Linked DNA regions of Mus musculus: region 2 is linked to region 1. Evidence: chromatin contacts called from public promoter capture Hi-C data. All regions are on one chromosome and are shown on one strand. Each heading gives the region's core, a stretch centred on a gene start, on an enhancer-like site or on the middle of the called end of the contact. The rest is flanking DNA. Distances are from core to core; before and after follow the strand shown. Region 1 holds the start of Pank4 (pantothenate kinase 4). Region 2 overlaps Prkcz (protein kinase C, zeta).

Evidence for each region. Promoter capture Hi-C pulls out the DNA fragments that hold promoters and counts their contacts.
Region 2: a contact with region 1 is called in a promoter capture Hi-C map of liver, with 1.8 times the contacts expected there. The contact joins the enhancer-like site here to the promoter of Pank4 in region 1. A contact is called at or near these places in 6 of 39 promoter capture datasets (the 3T3-L1 cell line, the HPC-7 cell line, hippocampal neurons and 3 more), 4 of 115 datasets of contacts at active chromatin or transcription factors (bone marrow-derived macrophages, embryonic limb bud, fibro-adipogenic progenitors and 1 more) and 2 of 9 other capture datasets (adipose tissue and liver).

Annotation. Positions count from the first base shown.
Region 1 is chr4:154,960,849-154,966,820 of GRCm38.p6, forward strand. It overlaps Pank4 (pantothenate kinase 4), which reads left to right and starts at 3,275. Exons shown (of 20, transcript NM_001305804.1): 1 at 3,275-3,421. The coding sequence starts at 3,298. Gm42363 (a long non-coding RNA gene) reads left to right here and starts at 3,429. Exons shown (of 2, transcript XR_881640.3): 1 at 3,429-3,621; 2 at 4,178-4,465. It overlaps Hes5 (hes family bHLH transcription factor 5), which reads left to right and starts at 75. Exons shown (of 3, transcript NM_010419.4): 1 at 75-201; 2 at 288-453; 3 at 544-1,523. The coding sequence starts at 148. The coding sequence ends at 827.
Region 2 is chr4:155,319,904-155,325,875 of GRCm38.p6, forward strand. The region is part of intron 4 of Prkcz (protein kinase C, zeta); the gene reads right to left. Among named protein-coding and RNA genes, the nearest start is that of Prkcz, 39 kb to the right of the region's middle. Within about 2 kb of position 3,623, at least 12 of the 459 cell types and tissues checked have an H3K27ac peak or open chromatin away from gene starts, as enhancers often do. A contact at or near this core is called in liver, where this site is marked.

The DNA.
Region 1 (5,972 bases), core at 2,025-4,524:
GCCGCGGCGCCCGGACCCCAGGCGCCGGGCCGCTGCCCGCGCCTATATAGGGCTGGCGTGCTGGGGTCCAGGTCGCGCCAGTCCGGGACGCCTGGCTCTGTCCGCTCCGCTCCGCTCCGCTCGCTAATCGCCTCCAGAGCTCCAGGCATGGCCCCAAGTACCGTGGCGGTGGAGATGCTCAGTCCCAAGGAGAAAAACCGAGTAAGTGCAACTCGCCCGGCGCGCGCCGTCCGGTTCCCCCGGGGCCTCCGGCGTCCGCCGCCCACCTGACGCCTCTCCTCCCGCAGCTGCGGAAGCCGGTGGTGGAGAAGATGCGTCGGGACCGCATCAACAGCAGCATAGAGCAGCTGAAGCTGCTGCTGGAGCAGGAGTTCGCGCGGCACCAGCCCAACTCCAAGCTGGAGAAGGCCGACATCCTGGAGATGGCCGTCAGCTACCTGAAACACAGCAAAGGTGAGCCCGGCGCCTGCGCCCGCCTCCTGCTCCCGGCCGATGTGGCTCCCACCGCGCGCGCCCCACTCATGCCGCTTCGTCTCCCCACAGCCTTCGCCGCGGCCGCCGGCCCCAAGAGCCTGCACCAGGACTACAGCGAGGGCTACTCCTGGTGCCTGCAGGAGGCGGTACAGTTCCTGACCCTGCACGCCGCCAGCGACACGCAGATGAAGCTGCTTTACCACTTCCAGCGGCCCCCAGCTCCCGCCGCTCCTGCCAAGGAGCCCCCGGCGCCCGGAGCTGCGCCCCAACCGGCCCGCTCCTCCGCTAAGGCTGCTGCTGCTGCGGTCTCCACCTCGCGCCAACCCGCCTGCGGCCTCTGGCGGCCCTGGTGACCCAGCGGCCGACCGGTGCCTGGAGCGGACCAGAGGATGAGCTCGTTCCTCTGGATGTGGGAAGACATTCCCCAGCCGCAGTTCAGCCCCAGGTTGGCCGCTACCTTCTTCCGAAGGCTCCCTCCTCCGGCTGGCTGGCCAGCAGGAGGGTCATTCTTAGAGAATGTGTGTGCAGAGTTGTCATTTGGGGATAATCAGGGCCCACCCTCTGCCGCCCGTCCGACCCCGTGGGGTTGTTTTGTGTTTGCATTTCAGCAAGTGACTTCTGCGAAGTTCCTGGTCACCACCGGGGGTTCTATGATATTTGTAGAGTCGGGGGTTGGCTCACCCCAGCCCGTAGAGGACTTTCTTCAGGGCCCGTTGCTGCTGGGCAAGCACCCTGCAGGCGGGCTGTGCCCTGGGCACATTTGCCTTTTGTGAAGGCGGAACTGCAGGTGTTTCCTCATAGGAAAGCACTCAGCCTGCGTGGGCGTAGGGCCCATGGGGCCTCACCTCAAGGTCCACATGGCCTTGGCTGTCTGATGCGCGCTCACAGTGGGCTGTCTGGGAGGGTGGGGTCTCCACGATGATCCTTAAAGGATTCCTTTGTATGGGTGGGTGCATGTGGGCACGATTTTGTACTTAGAATTTGAACTCTTGGTCATGTGGGAGAACACAGGCTGTTCTGAAGGCTTCTAATAAAATATCAAGCCCTCCATGTCTGTGCCTCTCGTCTGTCCTTAGCAGCCTAGGGGCAGCCTGCCCGGTGACCGGAGGTGGAACAGTGGGATCTACCATGTTCACAGTGAAACCGGGATCAGGAGGAGTGCTTGCTGGTGGTCCTCTGCCATAGAGGAAAAAGGGAGGGCAGGAGGTGGAGAGGAGAGGGGCATACAGAGCTGTTGTTGCTCTCATGGTGAACAAGACCTGGGTGGCCGCTGGGGGTTTCTGCTAGCTCCCAGGTCAGGGTAGGGGAAGAGATCCTAACAACTGTAGACTCTCTGCTTTGTCCACTGAGAGGAAGCTGAGGGCCTCAGTGGACCTCTTGCTGCAGCAAGAGGCTCGGCTGTGCCGAACCTGAGAAAGTATCTGTTCTAGCTCCCGCTTCCCCTTAGTTCACCTGCTTAGGCGATTCATAAATGCCCTCCCTTCCACAGAGCGACCAGGGCCAGGACTGACCCATTCCATTCAAACTATGAGCCTGGTAGGTATGGGCTATTGTCTAAGACAGGGTGTCCGCTTTAAGGCAGGCTATAGGTTAGTCAAGTTCACAGGGCTCTCCAAAGGCAAAACCCATGGAGCAAGAAGTGGGAAGGTGTGTCTACATGTCTTCTGAAGGACAAAGTCATAGATGTGGCTCCCATCCCGACTTGGATCTTTCCCATCTAGAAGTTCATTAGCCACCACCCCCCTCTTATTCCTATCCACTCTGCCAGGGACCACCTGAGGACCCTTCTGTGACCCACGTATAGTAAGCAAGGACAGAGAACCTCATCTGCACTCATTTAGCTTACCACAGGAGCAGCAGAACTTCTACAGATGGGGAGGAGGCCAGTGCCCTTGTGGAGTGTCCTACACACAGGCCGGGCATACTCCACTTACAGGGACTGAAGTTGCTGGGTCACCTCACTCTCAGGAGCCCTGCCACTCTGGAGCAGGCTCTCCCATTCAGAGTACACCCACTCTGTTGGCAGGCACATACAAGGTTGCCTCCTCTCGGAATCAATGTAGATAGATATATGGCAGCTGAGCCTGCGCACTGCCTCAGTCCTGTGCTCCAGGAGCCTGGCAAGTCAGTGAGCAACTGCCTGCAGACAGAACCTTGCAGAGAGCGAGGTATTAAGTTACACGATGGCCCTCTTGGAGGACACAGTGCTCTCTCTCAAGGGACTTAAATCAACAGGAACTCCAGATCACCTCCACTTTGAAGCCCGGTCCCCTCTTCCATGCGCCCTCTCCCTTTCCCTCCTATACTTTGCAAAGATTGCTGTTAAACTGCCGATCTTCCCCAGCTGCAGACGCACGACCCTATTCATATCCCTTCCCCCTGGCTGGGCATTTCTCGAATGTAGGGTCTTTAAAACTACTCCAATTAACATGGGAGTTTTAGAATTGAAGGTCCCACTTCTTTGGGAAACCAGGATGGTGGGTCACCCTAGCAGAAATTACAGCAGCTTGCAGGGCCAGCCTCACAGCAAGGAGATATGAAAGCACGATCGCCAAAATCAACCCAAGTTAGCATCTAGCCAGCTCAGCGAAAGAACAATATTCCAAAAGCTTCATATTGGTAGTTTGGAAAATAACGGCCCTCCCTTCCCAGTCCTGGCCTCTGGGACACTTGCTTGTCTAGGACGGTCGGGTGGCCTGGCCTCCAGCACAGGCGGACGGGGGGCGGAGACTCATTAGCATAATTTATGCACGCGGTCGTTTAGCAGTCAATTATATGCGCATATATTTCCATGGCTGATGAGGCTGGCCGGGCACTTTCAAAATGGCGGAGCGTGGAGCGAGTGGCGGCGGGAGCGGCGGGGACAGTCTGGACAAGAGCATCACGCTGCCCCCCGACGAGATCTTCCGCAACCTGGAGAACGCCAAGCGCTTCGCCATTGATATAGGTAGACACGGACCGGGTACTCAAGAAAGTGGCCGGAGCAGTGGGCGCGGGCGGCCAGCCAGCGGGGGCGGCGGGAAGGACGAAGGGCGGGGGCGCGGGCCATGCGCACAGCCTCACGGGTCGCCGCACAGCCTCTCGGGACTCATAGTGTGCGCGGCGTCAAGGTGCGGGACCGAGCGGGCTGTGGGACTCCAGCTCCCGGTAGGCGCTGCGCGGTTGGAGCGGGGCACGTCGGGCCTCGTAGTCCGCGCAGCGCCGGTGGCTCAGTGGAGGGACGGGCGGGGCGGGTGGCCTCGGGGGTCCTCATCTGCTCAGAGTCCCCCGGGATGAGGCTGGCCATGGCCCCGCGGCGCACTCCGCCGGAGTTCCGGCTTCCCAGTGAGCTGTGGAGACGTTGGGCCTGGACACTTGTCGAGCGCTGCAGCGTGGACCGTGGCTACGGCCGCCGCCTCCTGCGCGCCTAGGAGTTCACCTTCCTGCCGACCCGCTACAGGCCCACCTTAGATCCCCTTCGCGCGTTGGGCAGCCTCATGCCCACTAACAAGTCCTCGGGGGAGGTTCTTTCATCGCCCTGGTGTGCAGATGCGGAGACCAAGGCACAGAAGAAGGCTAGCTTTCTCCGTGGTCTCTCTATTCGTAGATCCAGGATGGGAGCCGGCCAACGCTCCCCCTCCCCCTCCCCCACCCCTACCCCTGTCCCCCAAGCTCTCTGCTCTGCATCCTGTTATTGAGGAGCTTTGTACCCAATTGCTTGCAGGCGTTTCCCCGCGTATCTCTTGATGCCAGCATTGTCAGTGAGGCCCCACACAGCCGGGCAGCATCCGCAGTCTTGGACTTATCTCCGTGAATCAATGGGTGTGCTGCTGGCTCTTAGCCTCCTTGGAAAGCCTAGGTTGTTAAGAGACTGTGAAGAATCTCGTTACTTCTGGAATATTGAATAAGTCCCCCACCCTCTTGCTTTTGGGTTGTCTCTCTGACGTGTTCTTCCTTGGGAGGAATGAGGAATGGAAGAGAAAGTAAAGATGGCCTGCTGGCTTGTCCTGTGTTCCAGCTTTATCAAGGGCTCAGGAGGGTGGTGGAGTGGGCCAAGATTCTACTAGCACCTGAGATAACTCGGTGACTGGCTGTATATTAGTTTAGAAGTGATGAGCTTGCAGCCCCAGCAGAGGGGACTGTCCACAACCTGACCTCTCCAAAGGCCCCAAGGCAGCTGTTCCAGGATCCTGAAACCTTCACTCCAGGGCTGGGTTTTATGCTTTGCCCTGTGGTCTTATACTTATTCATTAGGAAGGAGGCAAAATTAAATAACTGTGTCTGGAAAGCAGGTGAAAATGAATTCAAACATCATCAGGCAGTTAAGAAAATAGGGTTCACCTCAGATAATCTATTTGGTACCTAGAGACCATCTAACCAACAGCCAATAAAGCATGAGCTGTAGTAGAGAGGTGCCTTCGAGCTGAAGGCCTGAGGCCAGACCAGGGCTGTCTGGACAGAAGGACATTGCAAGGGATGTTCAGTGTTGGGTTTTGCTTCCATCGTCGTCTGGGTCCTGAATCTGAGATTGGAAAGTCATGTGTTCCTGAAAACAGACCTTTTTTCTTTTGTTCTTTCTTTCTTTTTTTTTCTGCAACTGATGGGAGGTCACAGCTCAGGATGGGGTTGACAGCTTAGGCACCTACAAAACATCTTGTCGCAGTGTTGTTTAAAAACAGCCTTCTCCTGTTTCCTCCTTCCTCACTGTGTCCCTGGATCCAGGAAGGCTCAGCTGCTCTGTGTTCTTGGCAAGCCCTTTTTCTTTCTTGGATGGGACACCGATGTCAGCTGAGTTGGAAACCCAGGCAGTAGGAAGGACATACAGGCAGGAAGAGACTCTGGGGTAGTAAATGCAAGGCTGTCCTGCCCTTCTTGGTGCCGTGGTGAAAGTCAAAGGACAACTTGGTGGGATTCTCTTCTTTCACCATGTGGGTCCTGGGAATCAAACTCCAGACAGCAAGCTCCTTTACTCCCGGATCCATCACTGGGTAAAGTACACCTCCATCCATTTGCGCAGCTTTGTCTTTTAGGAAACAGTGTCCTCGGAGTGAGTTACAAAAGCATGTAGGATCAGACAAGCCTGAGGACAGGCTCGGATTGGGGGCAGGAGAGCGAGATCAGGAGGCTTAGGACTGTGGCCGGGGATGAGATTAAGCACATGATACACTCACTAAACCAAAAATGGGCCTCTCCGTGCCCTGCTTGGACAGGACAGACTGCATTGTGTCAGTTTCACTGAGGGGAGAACTCTGGCCTCCAAACACCTTGGTCCTGCACGTCTGTGAATTTGAGCATCTGCTCTCCTGTAGTCCCTGAGTATTTCCTCAAAGCCAACACTTACAGATATCTTAGCCTATTTACTTTGCCACTGAGAAACCTTTGCCTGGTCAGGCCTCTGAGAGATGGAGCTGCAGTAGGGTGCAGACACTCCCGTTTTCCCCCTGTGTCACCTGGGGGCCTGTGAATCTGCAGGTGCTTCTACAAACTGGAAAGTGTCTTTTCTGCCTACAGGGGCTTGT
Region 2 (5,972 bases), core at 2,373-4,872, 360 kb after region 1:
TTCTCTCATTTCAAAAGTGAAGAAAGTCAGACATAAGGATGTGAAGAACACTCACCAGGTCCAGGCAGGATGGGGAGTCACGTATCGGGAAAGTCTTACTCCCTGGTATGACATTCCAGTGGACAGGATATACGTGGGATCGATCTTCCTCTACCCAGGTGGGCTATGAGCACCCCAGCTGCCTCTGTATTAGTGTCACGAGCGTGGGACACTGATGGGGCACAGAAAGGCAAGAGACGGAGGAGGAGGAGGAGTTCAGTGAAGGAGCTGACCTATTGACCACCATCCTTCTGTTTGGCCAAACTGTAGGACCTGTGGCTCCTTCCTTATATAAGCTTGTGGAGTGGACTGCCTCAGGGTTCCAGCCCCACAGTTTGGGGGTGGGGTGGGGTAAAGAAATCTTACTGGATACTTTAGCAGACACTTGAGCTGGCTGATCTGTGGTCAGACACTGAGCAGCAGTGTTGAGGAATGGTGCTACTTACTGGACCCGACCACAGAGCCACGCCCGGCCCTCTGTTCTGTCCCCCATTCCCCACAAGTCAGGTTTGCCCATTTGCTATTCTCTGAACCAAGAGGCTTCCAAGCTCCAGGGGTAGGGACTAAGTAAGGTTCCTGTATTGCCACATGGGTCTCCGCGTTCTGTTTACTCTTCCGGAGAAGCAGGTGTGTAAACCACTTGCAAGCTCTTGTATTGTTGTTGCTGTGGTTACTGTTCATAGAACCTGACTTCATATATGGCCAAGTAAGAGAAGACATGGTATTTAGATACTAAACCAAGGCAGGGAGGGCCTCAGTACCCCACAGGCCAATAAGGCAGACATGGTGAAGAGCCACCAGGTGGGGCTGCTGAGCAGAAACAGAGACCAAATCCCACTGGCAGCTGGTGACCGCCGGGCATAACAAAGGAAACAGCACACAGAATCTCTGCCTCAGTAGAGCCCTCGGCATCCAGCGCTGTCTCTCCATGTGGCAGATTTTCCAATAGTTTTTGCAAAATAACTTTTACCACAGCAAAATAACACTAAGCCCAGGAAAGGCTGGAGGTGTTGGTGAGCCAGCTGGGCCATAGGCTGCCCTCAGCAAGCGGCTGAAGTCTATGGATACCCCATAGTCACAGGGAGGATGAAAAGGAACCCTTAGCTTGGACAAGCAGGTGCAAAGCAGGTTGTGTTATACCCAGCGGTGGAGGTACACAGCCCTGAGCCCTGCCTTCACACTCACAGGTATCCTTAGCGAGCATCTCTTTTAATGTGAAGGCGAGTTTCAAGATTTTTCTGCTCCTTTGCACGTGATCCCATTTAACTTGGCAAAGGACCTTCAACTTAATTGGAACAGAAAATAGGTCACAATTAGGTTTCAATGGATTAACTCCTTAGGTTTTACAGAGTTAACTCCTGAAAGGCTCTCTCATCCTTCTGTATCTCATGCCTACTTTGTTCCCCCTCATCACTTGCAGCGTCCTCTCCACACAGCACTGAGCTGCCACATCCTCCCTACCCATCATGGCTGCCTTGCCCACTACCCATCATGGCTGCCTGGTCCACTACCTATCACAGCTGCCTTGCCCACTACCCATCACGGCTGCCTTGCCCACTACCCTCATGGCTGCCTTATCCTGTTACTCCTATACCTCTCCTCCTTCATCCATCATGTGTGCTTCATCTCCCTTCAGTCATCAGTAGCTGGTTTGTCCAGCAAGGTCTTCCTAGTTAGCCTAACAGGCTACAACTCTCATGGCCTTCAGTCCTCCTGCCCCTCCTCCTATGGACCCTCAGCCACCCTCCACTGCCATAGTCATCCCATCTAGTGTCTGAGTCTTACCATGGGGGGTCCCTCATTGGTGCTACCCTGCCTAGTGTCTTGGATCCTCCACAGTGGCTAAAGATGCTAACCCTGAGTTGGAATCCTAAATCACCTGTCTATGTGAGAGGGGTCTGCCTTGTGTTTTTACCTGACTTCATCTTAACAAGGGACAGTTCAGGAGACTGTTCTCCCTATTGTCCCCTGGCATCGCCAGCCCAGCCCTTGGGGGACACTGTTAAGCTATGTAGAATGAATGAATGAATGAATGAATGGCAGAAGTCTAAGCAGAAAAACCTCAGAATGTCCCCGAGGATAGCTGTACAAAGCAAAACCAAGCTACGAGGTCACATTTATTTCTTAATTTAATGTCCCAGAAACTCAGGATAAGATATGCCACCGCTCCCTCCGATGTTTGGGGGACGAGGAAGCTTCTAGGCCACACTCCATCTAAGCGACAAAGCAGAAGTGGCAGTGTAACGGCCAGGTCCAGAGCACTGAAACCCCTAGGTCACAGCAGCAAGCATTCTACTACCACCTCGAGGATCAGGCTCCATTTTGCCGGCTGAGTGGAACGATGTGGTAGCACCTGCAGCAGCTTCAGACACTTTCATCGAACTGACCAGAAGTTGTTCTAGGGCCAGGAGTGGAGACCCGATGTTGGAAATTAACACCTGCCATCTCTCAGCTGTGACTTGTATCTGTCCTTGGATGCAGCTTTATTTATCATGTCAAGCCTGAGGCACATCTGGAGTGTGCCCTACTGGGAATGGTGCAAATACCTACCTACCTACTACCCTCCCTAGCCCACCCCACACACATGCAAAGTGTTGGAAAAGGAGATCGGAATTTGCTGCCTGTGTACCTGCACTTACCACAGCCCTGCCCTCTGTCAGTCAGGATGCTGCTGGAGACACAGTGTCAAAACTACTCGCTGTTTGTTCCAACCTCTGTGATGACCTGCATAGTGTAATTCTGCATGCCTATAGCAAGTTAATTTTTCTCCCAGCCCAAATGCTACAGTACGTAAGTAATATCTGTAGAAATAGCAGCTTCCAGCATAGAAGCCCCTGTCCAGCCCACAAGCGAGCCTGGCCCATGAACATCCAGTTTCGGGGAGAGTTCAGCACCCCAGGAACCTGTTTTGAACAATCCTGGGACTACATGGTAACTTGGTTAGGGATTGTGATCACAGCAGGGTCAGGGTGGACTTGCCTGACATCCGCAGCCCCTCTCCCCTCTTACTGTGGAAATGAGCAGATTCCCATGTGCCCACCACCCCATTCTGTACCCCAAGTGTAGCTAGCTGCCCCACAGCCACTATTTCAACATCGCAGGTCTGGTTTTACTTTGGAATTATTGTGAAGTGCCTTGGGGGTAGATGACCCCAAGCACTGGGGACAAGTTTTAATTAAAGACTGGCTTGGGGCTGGGCACTTTTACACATTGTTTCACTTGAGCCTTAGGAATCCCAATCAATTAAGTTATTTGTGTTCACACATGAGGCTCAGAGTACAAAGGTTATTTGCCCAAGGTCAGAGTGTGCAGAAGTAGGGTCAGCCAGACAGGGGCACTCCTATTCTTAGCTGCTTGGCAGCAGCTACTTTGAATAAAAATCAGCCTCTGATGTCATCAGAACACTGAGACCTAAGATGCTGTCCTGTACCTCCTGGGCACACTGAGTCCAACACCACCAGATTGGATAAGAGAGACAAAGCCAAATAGGTGAGATAAGGATAGAGAGCCATAATACTGCCCTCAGAGACAGTCGCAGAGACAGACTCATGGCCACCATAGCTCCGTTAGGCAAGTGCTCTGGGAGGCAGGAGTCTAAAGGCCAGAGATTCGGTCCAGGTGAAGTCTCACTCTGGCCTCTCTGACTTGGATGCCCCTTCCCCTGACAATATTTACTCAGGGAACTCCAGGCAGTGGACCAAGCCCTGGCCACAGCCATAACTGTCAGGCAATAAATAAATACTCTCACTAGATCAAAGAGAAGGACCACAAGAACATAGGAGAAGGTTCAGTTGGGTGCAATGGAACATGTGGAATATTCCTTGATTGTCAACTTGATGTGATTTAGAATCTCTTGATGATTCTAAATGACATGATTTAGGTTGGAAACAAACCTCTGGGCACATCTGTGAGGGATTTCCTAAGTTAGGCTGAGGTAGGAAGACTTACCCCAAATGTGGGCAGCATCATTCAGTAGGCTAAGGTCCTGGAGAGAGTGGACTGAGTTGCAGGCAGCGGTCTGACGCTCTCCCTTTCCTGACCTGATACAATGTGACCAGCTGCTTCAGGTTCCTGCTTGACTGGATACAATGTGACCAGCTGCCTTAGGTTCCTGTCGCTACATTTTCCCAAATATGACACAGTGTTCTCTCAAACTGGGAGCCAATGTACACTGTCCTTCCATCAGTTGCTTTCTTGGGGTGTTTTTCTACAATACAAACGACTAATATGCAAATGCTGCAGTGATACTGGGGATCTAGGCACTTGCTCTGGGTACCGTGGGGCCTAGGAGAGGACCATCAATCAGCTGGCCCATGAGTCCACGTCTCAAGCAAAATCACAAGTCACAATCTTCCTTGTTTGTGTGCCCAGTAATGACAGCAGAGTAGAAATCTGACTGGAGTTCCAGGAAAAAGCTGTGGCTTTGGGAGCCCTAGCAGGGTAGGCATGGCCGGCTGTCCTGGTATGCTAAGTGCAGACACAAGTAAACAGAGATTTAATAAAAATGCACACTGGGGAGAGAAACAGATAACCTCAAAGAGAAACAGGGACCTCAAGCTATCTCCAGGTCAAGGTCATAGCTTTAGGTTTAAGTAGGGCAGGGGCAAAAGACACGTATAATTAAGCTGTTCTGGTGGGGTGTGGTCTGGCTGATCATTATCTTGGTTCTGACTCGGCAAGGTGAGGATGGAGAAGTTCTTGTTGCTTGAGGGGAGCAGTCTGGCTCACGTGAGACAGTCTCCTGCTCCAGGCGCAGACTCACATCTTGGATAATTGCTCTCACCTCAGGGGCAGTCCTTCCTCGTGACTGTGGGGTTGGGAGGATGACCGGAGAACTCTGGAAATCTTTTTAGAGCTAGGATAGCACATTGCAAAAGCTGACAGTGACATGCCTCCGCTGCTCTCTGAGCCTTCAGCCCGAAAGGGCATAAGCTAGGTTAGGTGTTCCCATCTCCACAGCCAACTTCTCTTGAAGTATTCTACATACGTGTAAGTTAAAGGCAAAGAAGTCAGGTGTGAGGTGAAGGCAGCCACCAGGCTTTGGTCCTGTTTTCTGCCACCCTGTGCTCCAAGTGGAAAACTGGCTTTTCTAGGAGGAGTGTGCGGTTCCCAGCCACTCTTCAGTGTCTTACTCACCCAGCTCCAAGGTGAGCATTTGATTCTCAGCTACTGGGCTGTGGTCACAGCCTCTTAGAATGACATCTGAGAGGAGTGAGTGGTGGGAGGGACTCATGTGGGTGCAATTTTCCAGCAACTCCCACCTCTGTCCTGGGCCCTCATGCCATGGCCACACACACTGTGTTTCTGCAATCTGTTCAAAGTGAGCCCTCACTGCGTATCTGGACTTATCTGCTCCCCTCCCCATCCAGGCAGGCTCAGCCCATCTCTATTCACAGCTTAGATAGGCTGGGATCCCTCTGAGGTGATGGAACCTGCATCTATCTTCCTGTGTCCCCCTAATCTCTGTACACTGTACTCTAAGACAAGGGCAGCAGCTAAGCCTGGGCACTGAGAACAACAACTTGTGGGTATCACACAGAGTACTGGGCACACCTGGCCACTACAGACAGAGGCCAGCGAGACCCAAGATGTACAGTGTGATCACCAGAGAAACGGGGAGGTGTTTCCCCTCAGTCCATGTCCACAACGAATACATTTGTGTGTGGGTGCCATCCAGGTGTCCCGGGTCTCAGCTGCAGGTTCTTTTATAAGCAGCCCTTTGCAGGCACTGCAACTCCCTTCTGCCTTCTTAAAATAATCCCTCACCAATGTTTCGACAGCACTGCATGGTGCCTGACCCCAGGCTTCTTGGTGCCTGTATGGTCTGTCCCTGTGTGGGATAGTGATCTGAGGCTTGTTATGTATACTGACTGTACTGGCTGTTTTAAATGCTGTTGCTGAAAATGGAATTTACTCACCCTCACCCCTCTCGC